Regions from separate parts of the Mus musculus genome. Here region 2 is linked to region 1. The links are chromatin contacts, called in public Hi-C maps. All regions are on one chromosome and are shown on one strand. The core of a region is the stretch at or near the end of the contact, and the rest is flanking DNA. Distances in the headings are between cores, read along the strand shown.

Region 1 (5,370 bases), core at 2,378-4,877:
CTGGTCTACAGAGTGAGGTCTAGGACAGCCAGGGCTACACAGAGAAACCCTGTCTCAAAACAAACAAGCAAGCAAACAAACAAACCTCAAAAGGCTATCCATTAATATTCAACATATTAAACATTGACCAGCTAAGTGTTCAGCAACATGAAAATAAATATTTGTATCTGTCCCTTATGTTTGATATTGAATCCAGAACATTGAGAATGTTTTGTTAGTTTGCCTGTTTGTTTGTTGTTTGTTTTAAGGACTTGAAGTTACATTTCTGTCTACCTCATGGAAGGATTCCTGGTTTCTTACTCTAAAATCTTCTTCTTCTTCTTCTTCTTCTTCTTCTTCTTCTTCTTCTTCTTCTTCTTCTTCTTCTTCTTCTTCTTCTTCTTCTTCTCCTTCTCCTTCTCCTTCTCCTTCTCCTTCTCCTTCTCCTTCTCCTTCTCCTTCTCCTTCTCCTTCTCCTTCTCCTTCTCCTTCTCCTTCTCCTCCTCCTCCTCCTCCTCCTCCTCCTCCTCCTCCTCCTCCTTCTCCTTCTCCTCCTCCTCCTCTTTTTCCTCCTCCTCCCCCTCCTCCTCCTCTTTTTCCTCCTCCTCCCCCTCCTCCTCCTCCTTCTTGTCCTCCTCCTCCTTCTTTTCCTTCTTCTCCTCTTCAAGATTTTATTCATTGTACGGGAGTACATTGTTGCTATATCTTCAGAGACACCAGAAGAGGGCATCGGATCTTTTACAGATGGTTGTGAGCCACCTTGTGGTTGCTGGGAATTGAACCCAGGACCTTTGGAAGAGCAGTCAGTTCTCTTAACCGCTGACCTCTTCTCCTTCTTGATCACTGTCCATTCCAGAAGATTTAAAAGTTCCATTGAAAGGCTTTGTTTTCTTCTAAGGTACTTAAGACTAAGTCTCTGCTACATCATTTGTGAGATTTTAATGTGTTTCTGGGGGGAGGGGAGGGGGGAAGGAGGAGGAGGAGGAGGAAGAAGATGAAGAAGAAGAAGAAGAAGAAGAAGAAGAAGAAGAAGAAGAAGAAGAAGAGGAGGAGGAGGAGGAGGAGGAGGAGGAGGAGGAGGAGGAGGAGGAGGAGAGAGGAGAGAGAAGAGAAGAGAAAGGAGAGAGAGGAGGAGAGAGAAGTTTATACAATTAAAATAAGCAATAAGTGTCAGTATAGAAGGATGATGCTCCCAACTCTTTGAAATGTCCACCTAATGTCTGTCAATTGTCATTGTCATCATCACTGTCATCTTATTTGCTTTTAGAAAGAGGGATCTGGCAGAGTTTCCCATTGCACTTAATAGATGCACCTACCTTAAGTTCCTTCCAGGCTTTAATGGGTTCTCAGTATTGGCTTGTGATCTTGAGCTTTTCCGAGTCCTTCTCCACCTGGTTTCACTTCTGCTTCTTCACACTGCCCTGTGGGACACAGTGCTCCTCACTGCACTGTCAGGGAGCCTGTGATTTTGATTTTGATTGGTTCTATTACCAATAATATTTACTTTGGCCCTTTGATTCAGGTCGAGTCTTACAGAAAAAGACTATACAGTGCATAATTCCTCTTTTTTTAAAAAAAATTAAATTACCTGCACCGAAATCTTGGCTTTATTGCTGCTTACCACTTGTATGGTCATGATCACTGTTCATTAACGGATGTTATGATCATTGTGCCCACTGCGCAGGCTGTGACAAAAAGCAAATTTAGCCCAGGAAGATCTCTGGTTTATTTTATTGTGTGATTTTTTTTATTGATTTGCAAAACTTTTTATAATAAAGTTTATAAGATTTTTAAAACAAGAAATCCCCTGTCCATGATGGTATTACAGATATTTGGATACTGAAACAAAATGAGATTTCCTAACTTGTGTAAGGAAAATAAAATGAAAGTTTGTTTCTCACAAACGTAGTCATGTTTCAGGATCTTTTTCTTCTTCTATAAAATCATACATGAATCTCTGGGACCAGAGGGCATTCCCAAAGGGGTAACTTCAGTAGATGGCTCCTATTTTTCTCCTTGATCAAGTGGGTGAGTCTTACTGCTTCGTTGTCACACTCCTTCATGGGACCATCACCATAGCTCCCATACCTCTGGTCTCAAGTAACTCGGCGCTCCATTTCCTGAAATTTAATAACATCTCCCACCCAGGTGTGCGGAATATGTGTGTTGCCTCTTGGCCACAGCCTTTATTCAGCCTTTCTTCCCATCCTAAATCCTTATTCCTCAGTAGTCCCCTCCACACCAGCCTCTGTCAACCTTCCTTTTCTCTGATACATCCTCCCTGTGTCGGGTGGCTTCATAGAAACACAGTGATCTCTAGCTCCAACGTGTGACAGGATTGATCAGGTGAAAAGCAGTCCCGTAGAGGGGCTGTGCAAACGGCATAACAGTCCTGCAACGGCTAGGAAGCCATTTCTTCCACGCTACAGGAGCACCAGTCCCTCGGGTGGGTCCCACTTCTGACCATCCTTGAGAAGCAGTGTCTGGAGATATTTCCTCTGGGAAAAGCTGTAACGGCAGACTGCTACACCAAGATCCTCATTCTTAAAGCACTATTAGCACAGGAGGAATCCTGTCTAAAAGCAGTCGGTCGAATAATTCTAATCCTTTAAAAGCTAATAAATAAATAATTAAATAAATGAAGAGCCGTCTGCTCCGAGAGAGAGAGAGAGAGAGAGAGAGAGAGAGAGAGAGAGAATGAGAATCAGGCCTAGTTACCTTCTTTGAATGGAAAAGGCACCTGTGTATTCTCACAACTTAAAGGCAAGGAAAATGCGGGCAGTTAATTTCTTAACTAACCTTACCTCATCATATAAAAGTTGAACACCGTTATTTTACTACCCGTCTTGTAAAAGCAGTGCGCACCTGGCTCAGAGCCGCCAACAAATGGCTATTACTCTGCCATCATTGTGGTCTTTCTCTCCATCCTATCCTGCTTTGGAAATTTATTGGAGGGATCAGAATCTCTGTGGGGCTCCAGACTCTCAAAGTGTGCTTGCTTAAGGCGTGGTGGTATGTGATACATGGTGTGGGGTGGGGTGTGTGTGTGTGTGTGTGTGTGTGTGTGTGTGGACTTGTGTGTCCAGCCACAGAGAATCCTCAGGTTGACAGAAGCGTTACCGCCATCTGCTGCTGAATTGAGCCTACTGCGATTTGCAGGAAACTGAACCCGCAGGGGAAGAATGTTAATCAATCCTTCCCCTACACGGAGCCTGTGGGCTACTTCTAATCTCGCCTGTCACCCAAAAGGCCAAGCAAGCTGCTGTTTGGATTCACAGTGACCTGGCTAACAAAGATGAAGGCTCCAGCTACTCCAGCTACCTGGGAAGGGGACTGAGGAGCTCAGGAATGTGACCCCCTTGCATCGCAGGCGGGGAAGAGCTGGGGCAGGGAAGCAAAGGGGACCTCGGTAGGCTGCTGGGCTCCTAGGGGCTCCCCCAGCTATGCTTCTTGATGCTCTGATCGTAACGGCACCACTGGCTCCTTTGTTTCGGGAAAAGATCTATCTGTATTGGCCTGAGGCAGACTTTACCCCTCCCGCTTGCATCAGGAATCCTTTGCTTCTTCGCCGCGCCCATCCGTGGACATCCAGGGAGCAGGCGGAAACCTTACGCGGCTGTCAGCAGCGGTGATGGGTGACGCCAAGAGAGCAGCCGCTGGCGCCCGCCCTCCAAGCACTTCCTGCCGCGCTGGATGGCGGTGCGGGCTCGCTGGCGCGCACCTCTGCCCCCTCGTGGCACGTGCAAGCATCGCGGCTTCGCAGACGCCACAGCCCACCCGCACCCGAGGCGGGGCGGGGACACTGGAGTGCTTTTCATAGGGACTTTTTTTTTTTTTTTTCCTTTCGTTTCCATTCAACTCCTGGCATCACAAAAAGGGTTTCCAGGTTCACTCAGTTACTTATTAATGGCAGAAGTGAGGGTGGGTGAGGGGGATAGAGCGAAGAAAGGAAAGAGACTAAAAACATGTTTGCGGCGAGGAAAGAGAGGATTAGGAAAAAATTGAACGATGTTAAGAAGGGAGAGAGGCAAGGTGACAGTGACGAGAGACTGGAGTGACAGCAGAGGTTGTGGGAAGAATACAAGGAGCAACAGTTTGGGGGGCGGGGGGAGGCTGCTTCCGCTCAAGAAAAGGAGGGCGTGACATCCGGGAGAGGTAAAAGCTCATTTTGATGAAGTGAACCCTGTGAACATTTCAATATGCCTCTCTCCTAGTTTACATCCCATTTTGGTTGACAGCTGCTGAAAATGAGTTTCCATCTTTCTGTCTTGTTTTAATATTCTCTTGTATCCCACATCTCTGAGATCATTAGAGGCAGAAAACAATTATGTCATCCATCCCTGTGCCTGATAGAATCCTCAGGCACATGCTGGCTTATTAACTCCAGTCTTTCCCTGCCACCATCAGCCGCATCTTTTTGTTCTTCTTCTGATTCATGCACAGTCACACGCAATCTCTCCCCCTCACGGCTGATCTCTATGGACTCACGGACCCTTAGGGAAATACAAGTGTAGCTGCAAAGAATCCAATTGCATGTGACAAATACTTTTCCAGGGCTTCTGCCACCTATTCGTCAACAACAACAACAACAACAAAAAGTAAAGCTAACCTGTAAAAGCCACAGGGAGTCACAAACAGTGCTTCTTTGGAGTCACATCTGTAGCCCTTGACTCCTCCCTTTTGTCTTCTTCGACACAACAAAAGGAAAGAGATTTTGCTGGTTCTGTGTTGGCCTGATCTCCATGCAAGCTGTAAAAAAGGTTGAAAGGAATTTTCTAGACACCAGCCTTAGTCACTACTATTTTGCCAACACTGTTGAATTTGATTCCAAAATTGGAGAGGGAGGTCACATTTCAAAAGCCTGGACAGGATGATAAAAACTGTTTTGGCAGAAGATTAATCGTTGCAGATGGGTGTGGGCAGTGGTGCCCAAACTCATTTACCATAACAAATGGTTTCATGAAAATGTTTTGGTCAATACAGCTTATTTTACCACATTGTGGGCTGGTTGTAGGGGTGGAATGGGCATCTCCTGATTCAGTGTTATCAAGATTCTTTCAGAGGCTCCTCTCAGGAAGGGAGCCTCCTTCTGGACAGTGCCAAGGATACCTGAAGATAGAAATTCAGCTTGGACACAAGCCATTTTCCATTACAGCCAATGGACTGTGTTGCAGAAAAGCACCTTAAATGGGGGAAAATACTTTGGGAATCTGAAACCAACCAACCAACCAACCCCCCCGAAAAAGAACCCCAAAAGTCAAAAATAAAATAAAATAATGAAGGCTGAAAGCCACTGAAGTGTCTATAGTCTCGGTTTCTCTTAGTGTCTCTGTCCTTTGCGGGCTGGTGGCCACTTTTATGCTGTGTCTGCACCTGGACTTTCTGTTGAGC
Region 2 (5,946 bases), core at 1,543-4,042, 250 kb before region 1:
ATAGACATATGTGCCTGAGGACTTGCCTGCTACACGGCAGCTCTGATTTGGTAGGTTGTCAAATCTTTGGTATCTGTGACCTATCTGGATGGCAGCATGCTTTGACCATTAGCTTAGCTTCTGGTGCCTGTCCAGGCTCTCTGCTTTCTGATGCAGCAAAATATGAAGATAATATATAAGAAGCTCCAACCATCAAGGACTGAGCTTCTCCAGCCACTGTGCCTTCTCCACTATGGAATATAGACTATAATCTACAACTGTGAGCCGAGAGAAATCTCTCTTCTGGTAAAGTGCTTCTGTCAGGCGTTCTGTCGGAGCAACAAGAAAACTAATACACAAGGTATCCTAAAGAATCTGTTAAGTACATTTTGACTCACTAGATCTGCTGATATTCATCATTTTTAAGCAAGCATCCAAGCTATCTTGTCTAGCAAGTTCCTATAAAACATTAATTGGCAATTGGTATGTGTGGTGGTTTGTATCATATTTAAATACTTTGTCCCCATTTGGTTGAACTGTTTGAGAAGGATTTGAAAGTGTGGCCTTTGAAGGAAGCATGGCAGTGAGCATGAGCCTTGAGGTTTTAAAAGGCTACACTGTTCCCAGTTCTCTCTCTCTCTCTCCCTCTCTCTCTCCCTCTCTCTCTCCCTCTCCCTCTCCCTCTCCCTCTCCCTCTCCCTCTCTCTCTCTCTCTCTCTCTCTCTCTCTCTCTCTCTCTCTCTCTCTCCTACTTGTGGATCAAGATGTTAAGCTCTCAGCTACTGCCCCAAATCTATACCTGCCTGTCTGCTGCCATGCTTCCCACTATGATGGTCATGGACTCTAATCCCCTGGAACCATTCAAATTAAATGGCTTCTTTTATAAATTTCCTTGGTCACACTGTTGCATCACAGCAATATAAAGGTAAGTAAGACAGAGAGGCAGATGACAAGATGATAACAGAGTAGAATCCAGAGAGGATAAAGAAGGAGGGGGAGAAAGAAATATCTTGGAATCAAAGGAAGAAAGTTTTATACAGAAGGACGTGTTCAAAAATGTCAAAGGATGCTAGCAAGGAAGTAGAAGCTGACTGGTAAATGTCATCTGAAATTGGCAATTTGAAGGTAATATTGAACTTTGTCGTGATAGTTTTGCACTGTGAAGAGGACAGAAATAAATTCTAGTGGGGAGCTAAGGAAATGCCTGGTGAGGAGATGGAGATAGTATGGGCTACTTCTTGTAAACAACACATAGAAAAACTTGTCCATCAAAGGAAAAGACAGACTCAGTGATAAGAGAGGCAAGTGGTTGATGAGGTGGCACCATATTTAAGATAGAAAAAAACACTATGTGGTAGGCAGAATAATTCCCAAAGGGATGTAGTGGGTGTAATTAAATTGATGTTTGAAATGGAGATGCTGATCTGCACTACCTAGGTGTACACCGTGGACACAGACATCTTTAAAAGAAGGCAAAGAGGATAAGATCAGGAAAGGAGATGGGACAACGGAGATTGGAGTGATGCTGTTGCTGGTTAGGGATTCTAGAGGGCGGAGAGTCAAAGTACACCGGCATGCTCTAAAACCACCACAGATGCCTTGGTTCTGATCCAGTGAAACCTCTGATGCCCTTCTAGATATGTAACATAGTAAAGTTATATTGTTTTCAGCAAATACATTTTTGTTCATTTGCTGCAGCTGTGACAGAGACCAACAAACAAACAAACAAAAATATATTTGAGTATGCCAAGGGAGAGGGCTCCAAGGGAGGAGGAAGCGACATCTTTCCCACTGCAAGGGGAAAACTCACATCTCTATCAATAGAGAAAAGCAAAACAATTTTATCTAACTAAAGTTGCACAACATACTAGGAACTTCAGAAGAGAAGACACAAAGTTCCAGAACAAACTGTTTCAGTGGACCCAGAAATATGACTGAAGAGCAAAGGCCATGCAAGACCTACTGACAGTAAACTGGGGAAGCCAGCAGAGGTCTGTTTGTAGTCTTCTACTGAACCTTCAGGTCGATGACAGAACTCACTCTGGAAAAGGGCTTTGAGACCTCCGGAAGAGGCAGACCATGACAGGATCATGCTTCAGGACAGATGGGTTTGAGTAAGAGCGTCAAGGTGCCGTTCTGGACTTAGAGAGCCAGATATGAATGAAGGTGTCTATCAATCAGGAGAAGGGGTAACAGAGTCCTGGAGGTACAAGGAGTTTTCTCCATGCCTTCAGGTCAGGTGGGGGTGGGGGGCTATGCACTAAATTCTCATGTACAGCTCTGTCTGCGGCATGGGGTGATGCAGAGTGTACATGAAAAGAAAATGGAGTAGCCGGTAGCAAAGACTTCGTTCTCTTGTTCGTTTTAAATGCTTTTAAAAAATGCTTTGCTTTTATGAGAAGTGTAGTCGGGACTTCATTGTAAAGTCATCCCTAAACAATCTCCATATTTAACAGACCTCTGTTGGATGCTGACAGACTAGGGGCCATAGACCTGGACCTTGAGATTTCTTGTTTGGTTCCAAGGTCTCCTCTGAACGGTGTTAAACTGAAATAAAAATTGAGAGAGAATCTGAACCCTTAGCTCCTTTTATCTTAACTCATACCACTCTGCCTAAATTCTCTCCCCTCCTCATCAGATTCACGTTAATCAGGAGACCTCTTTTTTCTTGCAGCTCCCTAAGGCCCTGCTTCACCTAGAAGAGAGAACCTGGCTCCAGGATGCAGGAAACTGCTTCTGGTTTCCATGGAGACCCTGTTTGAAGTCAATGGCTGCTCCAGGAGGGAGGGAAACCAGGACTTTTGTATTTAAAGGATGGAGAGTCTGGGAAGGAGGAGGGTTAAGAAAAGGGAGTAAGGCAGGCCGATAGTGAGGCTGATCCAGCCTGTGTTCGAGGTTTCAAACAGAGGAACAGGAAAGTTCAGCTAGGTTATTCAAGCGCCTTCCACTTTGAGGATGAATCAAAACGGAAGCTCTGGGGGTGGGGGAGGTGGTGAGGGCTGCTTATTGCGCATGTGAGAAATACCCTGCAAAGGCTCCTTTCTGATATCAGTATGTAGGGGACTGAATTACTTAGGCAGCTGGAAGTCCCTGTCCTTGTGGGTGGCTCCTTCCCAAGCAGCTTGAGAGTTTTCTCTTCTCCCCAAGTCAATTCTTAAAGGTTCCTACTGCCATGAGGGGGCTGAGCCCTCTCCTTCCTTCTTCCGCACCTCCCCCCCCCAGAGGGTAACTAAATACAAACCTTGGCTAAAGGCTTTCCAAAGCTTCACGCTTCAGATTAACTGCTATTTATTTGCCTTGTCTCTGTCTACCAAGAGACAGGGGGCAGGATGGGGGGAGGTACTCTGGCGGAATACACGCTAAAATTGAATTGCATGAGGATTCAGATGACGTCATCTTGGATAAAGGTCTGACCCAGTGAATGTTAAATGTAGCTGAGCGACTAAATCCTTTGAGAGAATCAGTAGCGAAGACCTCTCTGAAAGGACCATGCCTCTTGTTTAAAATATTAAGCATGTGGCTCAGATGATCTCTGGCTGCAATTCCCAGGGCGCTGGTGGAATCTCGGTTTTCTGCTATAATCACTTGAACATTGCTTACTGCCCTAGATAACTGCAGTCATGTGACGCTTGCACACACACACACACACACACACACACACACACACACACAAGAGGCGGGGCGGGGTTTGAATAAAAGAAAAGAAAGAAAGCCATCACAAGTTATCAGTGTCTGCCAATTTTAGGGAATGAAACCATGTCAGTTCAAAAACACTTTCTGAGGTGTGCTGCAGTCTGAATGTGCCTAAGGAGTAAGGGGTGGTTTTTCCTTCAAGGTCCTTATATTTGGATGGGAACAGCAGTAGTCATAAGCATGCAGAGGAGCTGGGTAGAAGTCATTAATGAGCCGGGCTTTTAATCCCAGCACTTGGGAGGCAGAGGCAGGCAGATTTCTGAATTCGAGGCCAGCCTGGTCTACAGAGTGAGTTCCAGGACAGTCAGGGCTACACAGAGAAACCCTGTTTCGAAAAACCAACCAAACAAACAAACAAAAAACAAAAACAAACACAAAAACAAACAAACCAAAAAACCAAAAAAAAAAAAAAAAAACAACCAAACAAAAAAAACCCAAACAAACAAAAAAAAGAAGTCATTAATGATATGGGAACTCCAAGGAAAGGTTAAATTGATAAAGAATAAAGGCAACTCAATTTACATAGGCACCTTGGAGTTCCCAGAACTCACACTGGTTGGCCCACAGCAGCCTATAATTCTAGCACAAGGATATACATTTATATTTCAACATTCTTATAAAGTAAAGCATGTGTTGAAGATGAGGAAGCAGTATATACGTATGGAAGACTTTGCAGATCTCTTGGAACAAGGCAACACTAAAATAAAAGAACCATTCGTGCTCGACAGAGCTTGTCTTTAGAGGAGGGATGGTGTAGAAATGAAGAGGTGACTCCCACAATGCAACTGAAGATGCTTTTCGATTTCAAAAAAAATACCTGTCATTTACAGTCGGAGTTGAATGCATTAGCCTTGTAGTTTTTGCTCACAAATTGAGGAAAGTTTTGGAATAAGTTAAGGTACGTGGAAGGCAAGGGCTATTTCTTGGCTTGAATTTAGGAGGAAAATATCGAAAGGAAAAGGAATTAGAGGAGAGCAGTTATTTCTAGATGAATAAGAAAAGACATATGTGCTCAAATTAGTCATGGTTTCTGTGTCACGAAAATGTTAGTTACCAAGGTTTTGTTTCCAGCCCTGTTTGCTAAGGGACATACCTATAATAAAAACATCTCCAAAGAGTTTTGGCAATGCAGCTGAATATTAACGATTTGGGGATAAAAAACTCATAAAAGCACAGAATACCACAAGTCAGCTCCTTTTAATCGTTTTTTTTTTTTTTTTTTTTTTTTTCATTCTTAGTCATATGGCTGTCTGCAGATTCCTCAGACTTCCAGTTTACTTAAGGGCTCGCTGGCAAGGTTCTAAATCACAGCATAACCCCTCTGGCTTCCCAATCTCAAATAGGCACCCGCACACACTCATCTCAGTGAACTTGGATGCTCTTACATAGTATGTGCCAGGGATTTTTTTTCTAATTAGCTGTCAATATTGCGTGATGGCATCTAGAAATGACTACAATAATAAGGTGAGTGGTGACTAATTGACAGCGTTAGTAGAGGAAGCAGAGAAGACAAAATATAAACTAATGGAGACCACAAGTACCAAACAAAAGGAAGTTAGAGACTAAAGCAGAAGGAGTGAAGAAAAGATGAAGGGAAAAGGGAAAGAGAGCAGAGCATGTGATCGCTAGGCCATGACGCACAGTGATTGACTTCTGGGTTTAAGATAGAACTTTTGAGAGTTAGAAGGGACCCGGTAACCATCCAGTCATTCTCTCATTTCACAGTTGACAAAGAGCCAAAAGGACGCTAAAGTTGACTAGAGATGAAGCCAACCTTGGGTGCAGGTTTCTGACCATGGCCTGCTTTGTAACATCACTATGTCATTTCCTCTTTCGGAATGGTTGACTGAATCCAAAGTTCCCTTGGAACGTAAATACGTTCCCACTTTCCACTGAGCACAACATATATAATTGTCTTGTTTCTTCCTAGCTTACAAGGTGTTATAGTTTACTTCACCCTTGTACCGATTCTGAAAAAAAGTATCAACTATAAAATGGCCCACTTGGGACTCACCTAGTAGATACCGATTTCCTCTTTTTTTTTTTTTTTTTTTTTTGGTTTTTCAAGACAGGGTTCCTCTGTGTGGCTCTGGTTGTCCTGGAACTCACTTTGTAGACCAGGCTGGCCTCAAACTCAGAAATCTGCCTGCCTCTGCCTCCTGAGTGCTGGGATTATAAATTCTGGTGAGATGAATGCAAAGTGAAAAAAACTGTACTGTTGAAAGAAAGATGAAATTTCAAGACCTGTAAGTCATATAAAGTACTCAGAAATTG

Evidence for each region. Hi-C and Micro-C count contacts between places; a contact is called where the count stands out from the background.
Region 2: a contact with region 1 is called in a Hi-C map of the N1E-115 cell line, with 8 times the contacts expected there. The contact joins two enhancer-like sites. A contact is called at or near these places in 5 of 484 Hi-C or Micro-C datasets (the N1E-115 cell line, adipose-derived mesenchymal stem cells, cerebral cortex and 1 more), 2 of 115 datasets of contacts at active chromatin or transcription factors (embryonic forebrain and embryonic stem cells) and 1 of 9 other capture datasets (embryonic stem cells).

Annotation. Positions count from the first base shown.
Region 1 is chr16:42,188,623-42,193,992 of GRCm38.p6, reverse strand. No RefSeq gene overlaps it. Among named protein-coding and RNA genes, the nearest start is that of Mir6540, 110 kb to the left of the region's middle. Within about 2 kb of position 3,627, at least 265 of the 459 cell types and tissues checked have an H3K27ac peak or open chromatin away from gene starts, as enhancers often do. A contact at or near this core is called in the N1E-115 cell line, cerebral cortex, cortical neurons and 1 more, where this site is marked.
Region 2 is chr16:42,442,122-42,448,067 of GRCm38.p6, reverse strand. No RefSeq gene overlaps it. Among named protein-coding and RNA genes, the nearest start is that of Gap43, 100 kb to the right of the region's middle. Within about 2 kb of position 2,792, at least 66 of the 459 cell types and tissues checked have an H3K27ac peak or open chromatin away from gene starts, as enhancers often do. A contact at or near this core is called in the N1E-115 cell line, cerebral cortex, cortical neurons and 1 more, where this site is marked.